Regions from separate parts of the Sus scrofa genome. Here region 1 is linked to region 2. Evidence: chromatin contacts called from public HiChIP or PLAC-seq data. All regions are on one chromosome and are shown on one strand. The core of a region is the stretch at or near the end of the contact, and the rest is flanking DNA. Distances in the headings are between cores, read along the strand shown. Region 1 overlaps LOC102164818 (a long non-coding RNA gene). Region 2 has its middle 14 kb from the start of C16H5orf47.

The links. HiChIP or PLAC-seq counts read pairs in DNA pulled down with a chosen protein or histone mark.
Region 1: an H3K27ac HiChIP or PLAC-seq map of skeletal muscle shows a contact between it and region 2. The contact joins two enhancer-like sites. A contact is called at or near these places in 2 of 2 datasets of contacts at active chromatin or transcription factors (alveolar macrophages and skeletal muscle).

Annotation. Positions count from the first base shown.
Region 1 is chr16:50,612,075-50,615,696 of Sscrofa11.1, forward strand. All of the region lies in intron 4 of LOC102164818 (a long non-coding RNA gene), which reads right to left. Among named protein-coding and RNA genes, the nearest start is that of CPEB4, 110 kb to the left of the region's middle. Within about 2 kb of position 2,032, at least 10 of the 83 cell types and tissues checked have an H3K27ac peak or open chromatin away from gene starts, as enhancers often do. A contact at or near this core is called in skeletal muscle, where this site is marked.
Region 2 is chr16:50,412,257-50,415,565 of Sscrofa11.1, forward strand. No RefSeq gene overlaps it. Among named protein-coding and RNA genes, the nearest start is that of C16H5orf47, 14 kb to the left of the region's middle. Within about 2 kb of position 2,060, at least 17 of the 83 cell types and tissues checked have an H3K27ac peak or open chromatin away from gene starts, as enhancers often do. A contact at or near this core is called in skeletal muscle, where this site is marked.

The DNA of each region.
Region 1 (3,622 bases), core at 782-3,281, 200 kb after region 2:
ATTCTGAAAATGAGTATAACTAGATAGGGAGGGAGAGCTACCTACCAAGCAGACAGAATCGCACATACAAAGGCCCTGTGGTAGGAAGGAGCTGGGCTTATTCATGGAAGCCCAGCTCCTGGATCAGGAACCCTGAGAGTGAAGGTGAGCGATGCAGTACGGCCTTGATTGGTGCTTCTAAAATGTTCCCTCTCCCCTCTTTAGTTTGGGCTGGAGCTAGTGACTTGTTTCTAATCAATAGATTAAGATAGCAATGGGCTGCCACTTCCAAGATTCGGTTCTAAAAGACTCCCCTCTTGTTTTCTTGCTTGCTTGTTCCGATGAAGCAAGCTGCCACACTGTAAGCTACCCTATGGAGAAGCCCTAGGGACAAGAAACTGAGGATGCCTCTTGCCAACAGCAAGCGAGGAGCTAAATCCTACCAACAAGCGCGTGAGTGATCTCGGAAGCAGAGTCACCCTGAGTTGAGCCTTGAGATGACTGCAGCCTCAGTGGATAACTTGGGTTGCAGCCTTGTGAGAAGCCCTGAGCCAGAGGACCCAGCTTAGTCACACCCAGATTCCTGGCCCACAGAAACTGTGAGGAAATAAACTCATGTTGTTTCCTAAGTCACTAAGCTTGGGGGTCATTTGTTACACAGTGATGGATGACTAATGCAGCTGATAAGGTACACAGGTGTGAGATAATGCAAAGTATTCAGCAGTTCGTCTTAGGATTTCAGTAAATTCTCTGCTTGGAACCCATGTGTAATTCACCTGAGCTTCTGACTCTGAACTTTTCTGATTCATAAAATCTACATATCGTATGAAGTTGGATGTAAGATAATGTTAGCTTCTCTAACATGGAAGTGGTAGGGACAATGAGAGGTTGGAAGGGACAGGAATTAACCTTTGCTGACAACCTATGGAGGTTCAGGTTCTCAAGATGCTTTTGGTTCTTGGGAAAATATTCCCAGTGTTGGCCCAGGCAACTCTTTCTAGTGAAACTGAAGAGGCTCAGCATTGACTCTGGCAGGGACAACATTCTCCCATTTCTTCTAACTAACAGAACCCCTGTATTATTGGGGGTGTCCACTCATCTGGTACATTTCCTAGCTCCCTCACTGTAGGGCAGCCAATAAGCTATAAGCAGAAATCACTGGATGGAATTTCTGGTAGTTTTTATTTGTCTGTTGGTTTTGTTTGTTTTAATATTGACTCATTTGAGAAGTGCACAATCTTGTACTTCTCTTTCTCCTTGCTGGCACCTGGAATGTGGGTATGATGGCTGGATCTGTGGCAGCATTTATGACCATGCAATGCACCTTGATGATGGAAGCCACACTTTAAGGACAGCAGAACAAAAAGATGGAAAAAGCCTTGGCCAGAGAGTCAGTCCTTGACTGTTTGCGGTTTCATATGAGAGAAAAGTAAATCTTTATCTTGTTTAGGCCACTTTTATCCAGGTTTTCTGTTATGGGTAGCTGACAAACCAGTCAGTCCTAAATGATACGCTTGCATCCTAAGTAAGGTATTTAAGGAATTTGGGGATTTCTCTTTTAAATTGCCAGGACTCCAGACTCTCAGAGAAAATTTTACCTTATGCCCCTCTTGGCTAAAAAGTTACTAGTATGCTGACAAAAATTTCCTGAGCTTTACCCCATGCACTGAACTCTAGCCATTACGGGTAGCTGCCTCACAGTGTATTTGTGAGACGGGATCATCATCCCATTTTACAGATGAGGAAGTGGAAACTCAGATTCCATCACCATCCAGGGAACATGGCTAGAATTTGAACTCAGATCTGTCTGAACCCACAGCTCGTATTTTTTTTTTTCTATTGCTTTCCCATTGTCTCCCAGCTCTAGAACGCTGAGTCCTCATTCAGGCAGAAGGTGGGGCCGGTCAAACCACCCTGAGGTCCCTGGATCAGAGGGTGCAGCCCTCACCCACGTCTTCCATCTGCAGCTACCGGCTGAGGTCTTCTCCAGTGCAAGGTTACTAAAGCGGATGGCCCAGCTGGTCCTCTCCCCAGCTCACTGCCATCCTGTTTACTGGCCATCTGGCCCTCATCTCTGTGATTCTCTGACTGTCCCTCCTCAAGGACCCTCTTAAAGGGACAGAGCCTCTCTGGTTTCAGTAAACGACCTCCATTCCTAAACCTAGATGCTCAACCTTGACCAGAGCAAGCCTGACAAAGAAAAGGCCAAAACAGTAGGGATTTCTGGGAGCAACACAAGTCTATTTCTAAGCTCAGATTACAGCATCCGAAAGGACGACTCGTTCCAGGCAAACACGCTCCCACCCCCTGGCAGGAATGTGATCAGAGCAGCCTGACTCCTCGGCAGGTTCTGAATGTTCTCCGCTGAAACTTGCTTTATCCTGGTTGAAACTCCTGTCTGTCCCAGGAGAGACTGGAAATATACTCTTTCTAGGAGCTGCTGGAAAATTAACCCACATTAGCAGAGACCTAGGTGAGGCTGAATTGGGGACAGGAAGGTCCGCTTGAAAGAAAAAAAAAATGTTCTTTGTAACCAGGACAAGGCTAAATAAACCCTCTCTCCATTGGTCCAAATCTATGCCAGCCTCCCACTGGCATCCGTGGGTGTGCTGAGAACAAGCTATGGATTTCTACAGAGACTGTCACCATAGCACTAGGGGCCTTATTCTGCTATTTCAAGAGGGAAAATAATCGAAAGGTCAAAGGAAGAAAATCTACCATCGAGCTTTTCAAACTGCAAATATTTATTAACACTTTAGCAAGCGCCTGGCACTACATTAGATGGCGGCCACAGCAAGATGGGCAGGGAGAGATGAGCCATCTTGCAACCCCCATGAGTCAAGCACAAGGCTGGGCACTGTTTCTCTCTCTACAGTCTTGAAAGGGCAAAGAATAATCCCCATTTTGTCAACTGGGGAAAAAATGAAGGGCATCCAGGAGCTAGAATCAGGAATGTGATACTGGACCAGACTGAATCCCGGTAGAGGGGGGATTCTTTTTTCTTTCTTTCTTTCTTTTTTTTTTTAGGGCCCCACCTGTGGCATGTGGAAGTTTCCAGACTAGGGGTTGATTTAGAGCTGCAGCTGCCAGCCTACGCCAGAGCCACAGCAACGCTGGATCCGAGCTGCATCTGAGACCTATGCCACAGCTCACGGCAACGCTGGATCCTTAACCCACTGAGCAAGGCCAGGGATTGAACCCACATCTTCATGGACCCTATGTGGGATTCTTAACCTGCTGAGCCACAATGGGAACTCTGGGGCGGAGGGGGTGGTTCTGAATATAAAATACTCCTTGGTCTGTTCACTGAGACACGGGGTGTTAGGGAGCCGAGAGGGGTGTGGAGGCAGCGGGGAGGATCTCAGAGAGAATCTGGCACCTGCTGTTGGCCTGAGGGACAAGGAAAGGCAGTAGTGTTGCCAGCCCAGTGGGAACGGCAGGGGAAAGAGGGGCCCCGGGCTTGGGGCAGGTGGGAGCAGGGCAGAGAGTGGGTGGGAGGGGGTGGCAGTGGAGAGTCAGCAGCACAGGGACATCTGCTGACCGCACCTGAGCCACGGTCTCCCCCCTGGGTGCTGCCAAGCTCCATCCAAGCAACTGAGGATGGAAGGGGATGCTTCCCTGTAGGAACTGGCGGCTACTGCAC
Region 2 (3,309 bases), core at 810-3,309:
ATGGTAGGACCCCATCCTCTAGGGAGCTGAGAGAGTATCCCCTAGATAGGAAGTAAGGAAACTGAGCACATCCCCCCTGCCCTGCTGCCTCACTACCACTCAACACCCCCCCCCCCGCCACAATCCTGGTTTTGGAGCCCAAGCTGTCAAATTCATTCCTTTTTCTTTTTCTTTCTTTCTTTTTTTTTTTTGTGTGTGTCTTTTTGCCATTTCTTGGGCCTTTCCTGTGGCATATGGAGGCTCCCAGGCTAGGGGTCTAATCGGAACTGTAGCCACCGGCCTACACCAGAGCCACAGCAACGCGGGATCCGATCCGCGTCTGCAACCTACACCACAGCTCACAGCACCACAGCTCACAGCAACGCCGGATCGTTAACCCACTGAGCAGGGGCAGGGACCGAACCGGCAACCTCATGGTTCCTAGTCGGATTTGTTAACCACTGCGCCACGATGGGAACTCCTTTTTTTTTTTTTTTTTTTTGTCTTTTTGCTATTTCTTTGGGCCGCTCCCAAGGCATATGGAGGTTCCCAGGCCAGGGGTCGAAACGGAGCTGTAGCCACTGGCCTACGCCAGAGCCACAGCAACGCGGGATCCGTAGAGACTTTCTATACACTAGGAACATTTGGAGCCTCTCAGGAGTAGGAAACCCCATTTGCAGCAGCGTGGAAGATCCAAAATACTTTGCGATCAATTTAAGGAGATATTCAAAAACCTATAGTAATGAATATTTGAAATGTACTCTACCTTAATCAGAGTAACACTTAAGCAGTATTAGAGTTGGTTCAATGCCTCCAATGAGTTCATTACTTGTTATAACAAGGTCTTTCATACCCTTCCAAACAGGCCAAGAATTTCATGAGAATTTTGGGGTAGGAAGGGGTCTTGTGTAAAAATGAACATTTGTAGTTGATACTCTCTTTCTGAATCTTCTTTGTCTATGTAGTATTAGGCAGGTCTTGTTTTCTTCTGCTTTCATGAAGATTTTTCCTTTGTGAAGTGTTCTGAAAGAATTGTGTATACTTGTCTGATTGTCTGCTTTCATCTTCTGAATGTAAATGCTGATAAGACAAGGAATTTGCTGGCTTTGCCACTACAACAGGACGAACACTTGGATGAATGATAGAATGAATAAGAAAACTCCTGGGTATAATTCTCCTTTGCAGATTACCACCTTTGGCTAACAGAGAATGAGTTCAAAATTCAGATTAGAGGTCCTATGAATAATAATTATGCCGTTTCTTTGTAAGGCAGTATCTCCTGAGATTGACCTTAGCAACTCCCAATGCTGGGTGTGGGCCTCATATGTCACTAGGGCTCAGATTGCACAAATGACTCACCAAAATCACATAGACACCACACACACACACACACACACACCCCTACCCCTGAGGCCTCAAATCAAGGTCTTTGTCTCCAGAATATATATGCCAAGAGGACACATGCCTCTGTGTCCTATCCGCCAGTATACTCTGGATAAATAATATGCATATATTTGTTGAAGAAATAACTGAAGAAACTCCTGGATACAATTCTCTTTCTGGGACTAGGGCAAATTCTAAAACATAGCAGCTTCTAGCCTCTTGCCCTCTCTGGCTTGTCTGTTCTGGCATCAGGAGAGGCCAGTGCTTTGCTCCTTCTCCCCTCCCCCCGACCCCTTCCCTGGAGCCTGGGTCCCCCAGCCTCTAGTCCAGGAGCTGCACCCTCAGCCCAGGCAGACTCTTCTCCCAGCTTCCGCCAAGGCTTCACAGGGACTAAGTTTCGGCTTCTTCAGCTTGGTGTCAGAAACCTGTTAGAAACTTGCAGAGTCTCAGCTCCCAGTGGGGCCGAACCAGAAGCCACATTTGAGCACTGTCCCGGGGTCCCATTAGCATTTGAGGGCTCTGAGCTGCCTTTATCAAGCATTCCGATTTCTATTTTGCTGGGGAAATACCTGGGCCTTGGGGCCCCATCAGCCTACTGGTCCTCCTGAAGCACTGCGATCTCTTACTGGCGGTTTTGAGAGCTGGCTTTGGAAAGAGAACCAACGTCAGGATCCTGTGAGTCACCCACTTGGCAAACATTTATTAAGCACTTATGATGTGCAAGGCCCATGACAGGTCCTGAGGACACAAACATGATTAACACAGTGTATATCTCCCCTGCTGAAAAAAGCAGAGACACAGACTCCATAGGTTGATAATAAATGCTAGTCAGAAAGAGCACTTCTGGTAACAAAGTGTGATGATGTTGAATAGGGATGCGGGTGTTTAGAAAGAGTGATTCAGGAAGTTCTCGCAGAGGAGTAGGTGTTTTTTCTAAGTCCCAGAGGTGGAATGAGGAGCCAGCTCTGTTCTGCATTGCGTTGAAGTGGAGGAGAGGGTGGGGCAGGGTGAGCAAATGATTTTTCACCTGAGGAAAAACACAAGTATGTAGACCCAGCCCCAGGAAAGACGACTTGCACTGGACGAAGGAGAGAGGTCTGCTTGTGGCTTGAGGGCACAATGAAGAGGGAGAGACAAAAAAGATGGAATTCTCTGTCTTGGCACAACGGGAACCAGTCCAACTAGTATCCATGAGGATGAGGGTTGGATCCCTGGCCTTGCTTAGTGGATCAGGGATCTGGTGTTTCTGTGAGCTGCGGCTCAGATTTGGTCCCTGGCCTGGGAACTTACCTGTGCTGAGGGTGCAGCCCTAAAAAGCAAAAAAAAAAAAAAAAAAAAAAAAAGTAGAAGAGGAGGTTAGGGTGGGGGGTGGAGCTGGCGCCTGGGAAAACATGCGATTTTATTATCTCCAGGGCCATAGGAAGCTGCTGTAAGGTTTTAGCAGCAAGGCTTGGCAAAGTCAGCTTGCTGTTCCACCTTAGCTGCAGGGGAAGAATTGCAGCAGGGAGAGGATGGCAGCGAGGAGGTTGTAGCCTGTGGGGCACTAGGATTCACATCACTGGATCCTCATGCCAGTCCTGGGAGCTGAGGATCATGGTCCCCTCTGAACAGAGATGAGTGCCTTTGGGTGGTGTATGTAACCCCACAGAAGAGAAAGGGACTTTCCCAAGGTAGCTGCTTCCAGCAATGGCCAGATCTGGGATAATAATGGTCTTGCTAATGAGGGTCTCTAATGTTTATAGTTTGGGGTATTTCTGCTTGTTTTTTTATGCCCCCCCCCCCGCACTTTTTAGGGCAGAACCTGTGGCAAATGGAAGTTCCCAGGCTTGGGGTGGAATCAGCTGCAGCTGCCGGCCACAGCCACAGCCCCAGCAACGCCAGTTCCAAGCCAAGTCTGTGACCTACACCACAGCTCCTGGCAATGATGAATCCTAAACCCACTGAGTG